3 separate regions of the Mus musculus genome follow, and all the other regions are linked to region 1. Evidence: chromatin contacts called from public HiChIP or PLAC-seq data. All regions are on one chromosome and are shown on one strand. The core of a region is the stretch at or near the end of the contact, and the rest is flanking DNA. Distances in the headings are between cores, read along the strand shown.

What was found. HiChIP or PLAC-seq counts read pairs in DNA pulled down with a chosen protein or histone mark.
Region 2: a CTCF HiChIP or PLAC-seq map of the NIH/3T3 cell line shows a contact between it and region 1, with 7 read pairs. The contact joins two enhancer-like sites.
Region 3: an H3K27ac HiChIP or PLAC-seq map of embryonic fibroblasts shows a contact between it and region 1, with 24 read pairs. The contact joins two enhancer-like sites. A contact is called at or near these places in 2 of 15 datasets of contacts at CTCF or cohesin (both in the NIH/3T3 cell line), 4 of 484 Hi-C or Micro-C datasets (cerebral cortex, cortical neurons and tail fibroblasts) and 2 of 115 datasets of contacts at active chromatin or transcription factors (the NIH/3T3 cell line and embryonic fibroblasts).

The regions. Positions count from the first base shown.
Region 1 is chr3:145,832,692-145,835,738 of GRCm38.p6, forward strand. All of the region lies in intron 1 of Ddah1 (dimethylarginine dimethylaminohydrolase 1), which reads left to right. Among named protein-coding and RNA genes, the nearest start is that of Gm35187, 56 kb to the right of the region's middle. Within about 2 kb of position 1,435, at least 40 of the 459 cell types and tissues checked have an H3K27ac peak or open chromatin away from gene starts, as enhancers often do. A contact at or near this core is called in the NIH/3T3 cell line and embryonic fibroblasts, where this site is marked.
Region 2 is chr3:145,674,856-145,677,902 of GRCm38.p6, forward strand. It overlaps Gm17501 (a long non-coding RNA gene), which reads left to right. Exons shown (of 3, transcript XR_003954574.1): 3 at 2,426-2,972. Among named protein-coding and RNA genes, the nearest start is that of Gm17501, 26 kb to the left of the region's middle. Within about 2 kb of position 1,591, at least 35 of the 459 cell types and tissues checked have an H3K27ac peak or open chromatin away from gene starts, as enhancers often do. A contact at or near this core is called in the NIH/3T3 cell line, where this site is marked.
Region 3 is chr3:145,704,157-145,707,203 of GRCm38.p6, forward strand. No RefSeq gene overlaps it. Among named protein-coding and RNA genes, the nearest start is that of Ddah1, 53 kb to the right of the region's middle. Within about 2 kb of position 1,440, at least 70 of the 459 cell types and tissues checked have an H3K27ac peak or open chromatin away from gene starts, as enhancers often do. A contact at or near this core is called in the NIH/3T3 cell line and embryonic fibroblasts, where this site is marked.

The DNA.
Region 1 (3,047 bases), core at 185-2,684:
ATCAGCTACCAGAGCAGATGTTATCAGTTGAAAAGTTACATCTTACATAGTATATAGTCTGAGTGACATCAAGGCTTTCCCCCATACCTACAGAAAGAACGATGTCTCTTGTTGGCAATTGTTTCTATCCCCAAAGTTAGTACCCTTAGTTATATGGTGATCTGTTACTAACTCTTTGGATATTTTCTTTGGATGATCAATATTTATCATATAAGTGAATGGGTTTCTTGCGTTTAATGGAAAAATGCAAATCAAATTGCTTAGGAAATAAACACTCTCATATAAAGTCCCAGGCTGCTAGATCCATCCCTTCAGCAATGTCAGAGGCTGCAGACTCTCTCCATCTCCATACCCAGTTGCCGCTTGGTGGCTGCACCAGTTTCAGGCACCACATCCATACCCAATATCCAAAGGAGGGTGAGGGGGTTTGTTCCTTCCTACGGCTATGGGAACGGCACAACAGATTTCCCGTTCCCGATCAGAACTGAGCCACTTGGAAAAGAGGTGAAACTAACATCATTGACTTGTTCCTGGGAGGTAGCTGTAGGGACGTGGTGGTGACTGAACGGCACATGCAGTGTCAGATCACTTTAAACAATGGTTGGCACTTAGAAACCGAGCTTAATAAGATTTCCCATGTAATTGGTGATGGAGAGTACCTGTCCTACTAAAATCATTATAGAGCCCAGGTTGTTGACTGTTGATGGATAGGTTCCTCTGTTCTGATTGCTCTGGAGTCTAAGCTGAGGAGATGACATAATGACAAAGAAGCCATTCTGCAGTTGTGCCAAAGGACAAAGGCTCCATTCCCCCAGGAGAGCACAAAGCAGGACTTTCCATTTGAGAAGGAACTGGGCTTTATTAGTGCAGAATTCCCAGGGGAAAGAACCCAGGATTGTCACCCAAAGGAGGACTGAGCAGAAAAGATCGTTTGATCCTGGGTGTCCGAGAACTGGCTATGTAAACCCTCCATTCTCGGGAGGGTTGGTCCTGAGAAGTGGGTGAGGCATGAGCCCATCACCGATGAGATCTGTATGATGTGTGAGAACACACATGAGAACACACAGAGCTTGGCAGGTGACAGGAATCCATTATCTTCTCATGGATTCATCAGTGGCTCACAGGCATAAAGGCACGGTGACAGTCAACCCCAAAATTAAATGTAATTATCAATTATTAATGTTAGGTGAGCATTCACACACCTTCTTTTCTGTCTAATTTGTTCAGCAGAGATCGCCTGTTCACCTCTAAGGGCATCCATTCTGCTGGAATTTTAAAATTCTCTTTTGGTTTTAATCCCATCTTTCCTCCATCCTTGGACCCAGCCTCTTGCTTCTGATTGAATTTGCTTGAATACCAGAATACTCGCCTCATGAATAACCAACCATCTGGGGTGTTTTCAGTAAACTCCGTGGGAGGAAAAACGCGATCACACACTAGCGGCTGCCAAAAGCAGTTTTGAGAGTACAACTCTTAGAATCTAGAACAGGAAATGACCTCATCTTAACCTCTGGCCCACTCATATTACAAATATAGGTACAAAGATGCAGAATATCCTGGTTGATTTTTAGTGCTTGTCACTAGAAATAAATCAGTAAGTTTAGAAATCCAAGAACTCTGTGGAGGAAAGATGCAACAGATATCTCAGTCTGTGGGAAACGTTTTTTTAGAGATCTTATTCATGAAATGGTTATTTTTATAAGGATTCAGTAAGAGGGAAAGTGAGCTGTTTATATAACAGTTGTACATATTGGCCATTCTATAAATATGAGACGTTCCCAGACTAATCAGAAGATGAAATGCCATTTATTCAACTCTGATAACTTGAAACGTTCAGGGATTAAATGTTTCCAGTTATACAGGCCACTTTTCTAAAACAATAATTCATTCATTCGTTTTTTGGAGACTTGGGTCAGCTGCTTAGAATCAGGAGACCATCTAAGAAGCTCCTTTTGTTTCTAAGCATAGGTAGCTTTCCAGCAAGGCTAATAACTAGTGTAGACATTTTGATTGAACTTAAATGTCACCTCCTCAAAGAGCCCTTGTCTAAATAATGTGCTTGCCTTGTTTCTCAAACAGGAAGTGTCCCACACGTGATATTATAACAAACTATATATGACTTACATGGTTTGAGTTTTATAACCACAGAGGCACTATATGCATAACACATGTATATACAAATATGTATATATATATATGTATATATATATATACACACACAAACATTTCTATGACTGAGACAGGGGCCATATCTATTTTTACTAAATTAAAAATTATTAACCTAGACCCTTGGGGGCTCCTAGAAACTGAATCAGCAACCAAATAGCATATGTGGACTAGATCTAGCCCCCCTCTACCCTACACATATGTACCAGAAGTGCAGCTTGGTCTTCATGTGGGTCTCCCAACAATTGGAGCAGGGGCTATCCCTGACTCTGTTGCCTGCCTGTGGATCCTGTTCTCCTCACTGGGCTTTCTTCAGTGGGAGGGGATGTGCCTAGTCCTACAGCGACCTGGTGTGCCAGGGTGGATTTGTACCCAGGAGGATGTCTCCCTTCTCAGAGGAGAAGGGCTTGTGGAGGGAGGGGACTCAGAGAAGCAGGGATGTAAAGTGAATAAATAAATATATTAGTGGAAAGGATTATTAACAACTCCGCACATGCTTACGATGTAACTTGGCCATCTTCTGCCCATCGCCCTCTCTCGCCCCACTGAATCTTCCTCCCCCTCAGGTTGTGCACCCACTTTCATGCCTTCTTTCTGTCTCACTTGTCACTCACAGAACTTGATTAGGGTGGCTTTCGTGAGCATGGATAGGGAATTTGTTACTGCCATGTGCAACTTGAGAGTGTCCATAGCACTGAAGAAAATGGCTCTCTTGCCCTCAGCAACGATTAGCTGCCAATAGCTCTCTTGAGGGATATGGCCTCAAGAGACCCCCATCTGTGCTGGAATGCTGAGGGGCCAAACTTGGAGCAGGCATCACAGCTGCTGTGAGTTCATGAACACAACAGTCATGCCATGTTCAGAAGTCAGCTTCTCACAGG
Region 2 (3,047 bases), core at 341-2,840, 160 kb before region 1:
ATGACTAAAAATATGGAATGATGTGCCTGCCCTTTGTGTCCCATTCACTCACCCTCCTGTGAGAACACATACCTTGGGTGCTTTGTCAAGCAAGGACTTGTCTTGTTCCACATCACACATTGATTCTAGCTGCAGTAATACTTTGGGGAAGGAATATGATCTCAAAATAACCACCAGGAGAAGTGTGTCATGAAAGGTCACAGCAGTGGGGCAGAGGATATTGGACAGGAGAGTTCTAAAAATAGAGAGCAGGAGATCAAGACGGCAGCAGTGGTGATGAACCTTGTTGGCTTTGGTTCCCCAGAAAAGAGAAGGAGCAGCCAGCAGCCCCGACCATTCACAGCCCATCCCTCCAATATCCACAGTCTCTTTGCAGAAGTTGGGATGGGTTAGCACATGCCTCAGTCCTGGGTTTCAATTTTTCTTACATGATTTAATAATGGAATAATTTAAAACAAGTCAAGGTATATTGAATATTATGGAGATTCTGCCTTTCTGCCACATTGCTAATGTCACAAGGAAGTCTAAGCATTTCTGATTAAGACTGATTTTTTTTAGCATCCTGAGCCAGCAGCTCTTTGCACTAGAGTTAAGCCAGTGTTCTATTGTCTCTCTGAGCTGTGCCTTATTGTTAAGGATACTTACAAAGTCAAACGCAGAGTGCAGTGCACACATCCAAAGTTGAATGAACATGCTCTGCCACAGCATCTCCATTAGCCACTCTGAGGTCTGTACAGATCTGGTCCGGCAAAGAGACATATTTGAGATATGCTGTCTCACTTTCTGTCCTGAAATACAACTTTGACAACGATGAGTTGAGTAAGTGAAGATGTGTTAAAAGCCAACCAACCACCACCAACAACAACAACAACACCCCCCTCAAAAAATAAAAATAAAACCAACAAAACCCTTGGACCACCTATGTGAGTGTCAGTACATTTGCATGCATGCATGTATTTTTATTTTCTAATTCCACAAGCAGGAGAAGCAGGCCATGTTGGATGAATCCCTTGGTTTCTCTAAAGGTGAATTTCCCCAGTAGCAAGACAAGCTTACTGACATTCGGCCAAGAGACAGTGAATGGATTGAAGTGTTTCCAAGTACACAGTGCTGTTCAAATGGTTCCCAGCTCACACCGCTGTCAGAGACCCAGTCTGTGCCTTCAAGATGAACCCACTCCTCCCTACCCAAGGAGGCCTCTTTTCTTCTTCTCTTTATTTCCCCTTCATCCTCTCCCCTCCCTCTTCTGCTTCCTCCCCCTCCCCCTCTTTCTCTTCCTCCTCCTCCCTCTTGGTTTTGTTTGTTTGTTTGTTTGTTTGTTTTGAGATAGGATCTTCCCTTGCGGCTCTGGCTATCCTGGAACTCACTCTGTAGACCAGGTTGGCCTTGTACTCAAAGATCAACCTGTCTCTGCCTGCAAAGTGCAGGGATTCAAGACAAGCACCACTATACCCAGCTTTAAAGGAGGTCCCTTTTCGTCCATTCTAAAGCTTTTATGGTATCATTCCAATGTGCAAGGCTCAGCGCCAGACAACAAGAAGCAGTTAGAGATGACTCACACCAAGATCCTGCCTCAAGGAACTCGGAGGACAAGGCTGCAGATAAATCCCAGAAAAATGAGTCTCCTGGGTCTCTGTCTTAGCGGTTGCTCACTGCATTACTAAGTAGAGTAGGTTATTTACACGTGAGTTGCAGTTCTTAAATATTTAAGTATAGAAGTGCATGTTAATAAACTGACATTCGTCTGGAAATAGAATAATTAACATACGTACTATTACTATACAGCTAGTCCAGAATACTGGGAAATGTTTGTGACTACAAAGGTGTTTGGGGGAGGCACTGTGAGGCCTTTTGGTGGCTAAGGGTGGCAGGCAGTGCCCTAACCCTAGCCTTTGCTAGGCAACCAGTCCTCATTAGGCCCACCAAGCCAAAGCTGACCTGAAAACAACTGGTGCCTCTGCCTCCGAAGTGAATTCCCCCATTTGTTTTCATTCTGAACCCATGGTGTGGGGAAGGACAGGAGAGATGGCTGGATGGCCATAAAAATGAATGAAAATCTGCAACTGAAAGGGGTAAATAAGGAGGTGGAGAGCAACTCCAGGATGAGACAGAGACCTGTGAAAGGTCTATGACCCAAGAATCAATGGAGGAGACCTTAGCTGTGACTTACTACATTGGGGATATGGAACCTGAAGAGGCCTTCTCCTGAAGCCAGACCAGAATCCCAGTGGAGTGGTAGAAACATCAACCCACTCACGAAACTTTCCATCCAAAATTTATCCTATCTACAAAAAATGCAGACACAGGGGACAAAAAAAGCAGAGACTAAGGTTATGGCCAACCAGTAACTGGCCCAACTTGAAACTCATCCCATGGGCAAGCACCAATTCCTAACACTATTAATGATACTCTCTTATGCTTGCAGACACGAGCAATTTGTCCTCTGAGAGGCTCCATCCAGCAGCTGACTCAGACAGATGCAGACATCCACAGCCAGAGGATGGAGCTTGGGGACTCCTATGGAAGAATAGGAGGAAGAATTGTGGGCTCCGAAGGGGATAGGAACTCCACAGGAAGACCAACAGAGTCAACTAACCTTTACCCTTGGGATTTCAGCGTCTGAACCACCAACCAAAGAACATACACAGGCTGGACCTAGGCTTCCCCACATATATGTACAGTTGGACCTCCACGTGGGTCCTCAACAACTAGACCGAGGGCTATCCCAAAAGCTTTTGCCTGTACATGGGATATGTTCTACCAGTGGGGCTGCCTTGTGTGACCTCAGTGGGAGAGGAAGTGCCTAGCCTCAAAGAGACTTGAAGTGCCAAGGTAGGAGGGATATCTAAGGGGGCCCATACCCATTCAGAGGAGTCAGGGAGGGGAAGGGTTGTGGGAGGGGGTGACTGGGAAGGGGCAGTGAGCAGGATGTAAAGTAAATAAGTAAAAACACTAAATTAAAATAATTTTAAAAAAAGTCTCTTTGCTTTAGCATTTTAGTTGTGGTGTAGTTTATAAATCCCTGAAGAGCACAGAGATTGAAGAAA
Region 3 (3,047 bases), core at 190-2,689, 130 kb before region 1:
TAGATTTCAAACATTCCAGGGCTGAAGGTTTTCAGCAAAGAGATAAGCCCCACTAAGTTTCCTTCAGAGTAGCCAGATGCCTCTCGCTCCTGGCTGATGATATTCTCTGCCAAGCTCAGGTTCACCGGCCTGGAGTATGTCCTCGCCGTTCCTCCAAACTCAGCACCGTTGCTTGGTTTCCACATTTATTCCACAAATAAATCCTATATTTAGATGTTTCTAAAATTATTTTTGCTTTATATATTTTTGTGCGTGCATCCATATGTGTGTGGGTGCTGGTGAAAGTGTACTGCTGTGCACATTTGGAGGTCAGAGGGCAACTTTGTAGAACCAAGTCTTTCCACTTTTATGATGCCAGGCCCCTGTTTGCATTCTTTGAGCTAAGGTTTTGCTACATGGTTGCTCTCGAAAGCAAGGCGACCCTCCAGTCTCCATGTTACAGGAAAAAACAGAATGTATCCCTCTGTCGACATATAAGGAATCGAGTTGAGCAGGTCAATCAGCTGGCCTGCCCACCTTTCTAATTCCAACTCAGAAAGATATAACTTTTCCTTGTCCTTTTCTGCCTCTTTTGGATGCAGGCCAGAGCCTAAATAGGATCCAAAGAGAGCAAGGAACCCTAGTGCCGGCCCTATGGTTCTCACTCCACAAAATAGGAACTCTTGATCAATTGTGCAGGCTGTGACAAGGCATTAGGAGCAGAGAGCTCTGATGGGTGTAGTCTCTCTCATCTGGCTCCATCCTTCCCCAGAGACTCATGAAACCCTGGGGTATCTGCATCAAGTGACTGACTATGGAGGAAATGTAACCCTAAGCCCAGGGGTGCATCCCTGAAAGAGGGGTGTGACTCAGGAGCTGAGCCATCACTACACACTCCAAATAGACAACAGCATGATTGTGCGTGGAAGTGGGGCAGTGGGAAGTAGGGGTGAGGCTGGGAGAAACTGCTCACTCCAGGACTCACCATACCCCCTTTGTGCCTCCCCTCTGTGGTGAGCCTGTGTTCTGGGTCCCTGAGAGGACATCTCCAAAATGATGACAGGAGAAAAAAAAATGTGTCAAAGATGACAGATAGAAAAATGACATGAAGGTAGGCAGCCACTTTCTGGACCCATTAAACCTTCTGACCTTGGGATCAATGGCAGAACGGTGAGTATGCTCTGTCTGAAACAGTGAGGCTCACCTAGCCGTTTCCTGTAAGAACACGTCACCTCTAAAGATCCCTGGTAGATTACTGGGGGATGAAAATGAGGCAGAGATAGCTACTACTTCACACTGACTTCTGGAAGAGTCACTACAGAGTGTTTACAAAGATCCCACAGATGGCTAAAATTAGCTCATTCTGCACAGAATTATCTGCTGGTGACTCAAGAGAGTGACACAGGCAGGGCTAAGCTGTGAGCTCACCAGGAAGCTCATTCCCTAAAATTATTCTCTGGCAGCCAACGACCCTAGTGCACACCAGCGGGTGCATGATGGGCTATAAATAGTGACCCGTTATGCCATCACCAAGGAGCTGTGTCTTCATTGCTATTTCCTGCAGACCTAAGAACCTTCTGACTGGTTCTCTATTGTCTCTGATACAGAGTAGGGTGTGGGTTGTGTGTGTGTGTGTGTGTGTGTGTGTGCGTGCGCACACACACGCTCACTTGCTCACACACTCACATGCACATGCACACACAAGTAGGTACACATGCATCTCAGAGCATCATTTTAGTTGTATAATATGATAAGATAATCAGAGAATGAGCTAAACAATATGCTTGGTATCACCTGACAACCCAATGACACTCACCACTGAGTTTTGGGTCCTTCAAAGACTTCCACCCATGACCTTGGATTTTTTTTTTTTCCCTATAAGGTGGAAAACATATCCTGTCAGTTGACCTTGGGCAGGTGCTCAACTTGGAAATGTGTTTGGATACATAGGCAGAGGAGATGGTGTGGGTATACTCGCCATTAGAGTGTTTTTTTTCCATTTTTTAAAAATGGTTTTGTTTCTACCTAAGGGTAAGTTTTAGCCAGGTCCAGTGGCAACTGCTTATAATCCTGCACTTAGAAAGGGAAGGCAGGAAGGCCAAGGCTAACAAGACCCTGACTCATAAAGAGGAAAGACAGACACGTACAAGGCCAATTTGCAAGAACTAATATGTCCACTCTCTTCTCAAAGCTGCAATCTCAGTTGCCTCTTTCACATAATCAAACTTGAGTCTGTAGAGTCAGGCAAGTAAGCTATTTAACTCTTCAGTCCCATTAAGTAAAAAATGGTGCCCTCCTTTTCCAGATAGGCCTGTGGCCTGTAACATCTTCTTTCTTGGCGGCTGGCTTCCTTCCCTTTCCATCCCTACTGCGACTTCTCTGTAGTCTTTACCTCAGAACACCGCCACCCTTCCTGTGTGTGGAACGCATCGTGGTTCTGAATGACGCCTTTTCTCCACACGTGTCAGGTCTCTGGAGCCGATGGCACCCCCTGACTCTTGCGCCCACTTTCCTGCTCATGAAGAACTGTGCTGGTTTCTTCCATTCACAGAAGAAGTGTCAGGAAAAAAAATGGACACATTGCCGATTTTCTATTTTTGAAGCCCTGGAATTTTTCTTGTTGGGACACTGAGTGCTCCATGTCTAATTAGACCCTCCCCTCTTAGTCATGTTTGGCTTTATCAATAAATTACACAACTGATAATTAGGAACAGGAGCCCAGTGCGTGCGGCAAAGTGTGTAGGAAGAAGAACATTCAGAGAAATGTGGGGTTGGGATGGTGAGGTGAGAGAGGGGGCATCCAGGTCTAATGATGGGTCAGAAGTTGTTCATCTTTAAGCAAGAGCTTAAAGACTGAACTTTTACTCAGGGTAGGTCATTCTGCTATGTGGGCAGATGGGGTGGGGGGTGGGTGCTCAACAGAAAAACAGTTTTCATTTTTGTGCTTTTTTTTTTTCTGGTCTGTTTTATTTTAAAACCAGATCTTGTGTAGCCCAGGCTGGCCTTGAACTTCCTATACAAAGATCCTCCTCCTTCCACCTCCCCAGTGCTAAGATTACAAGCATATG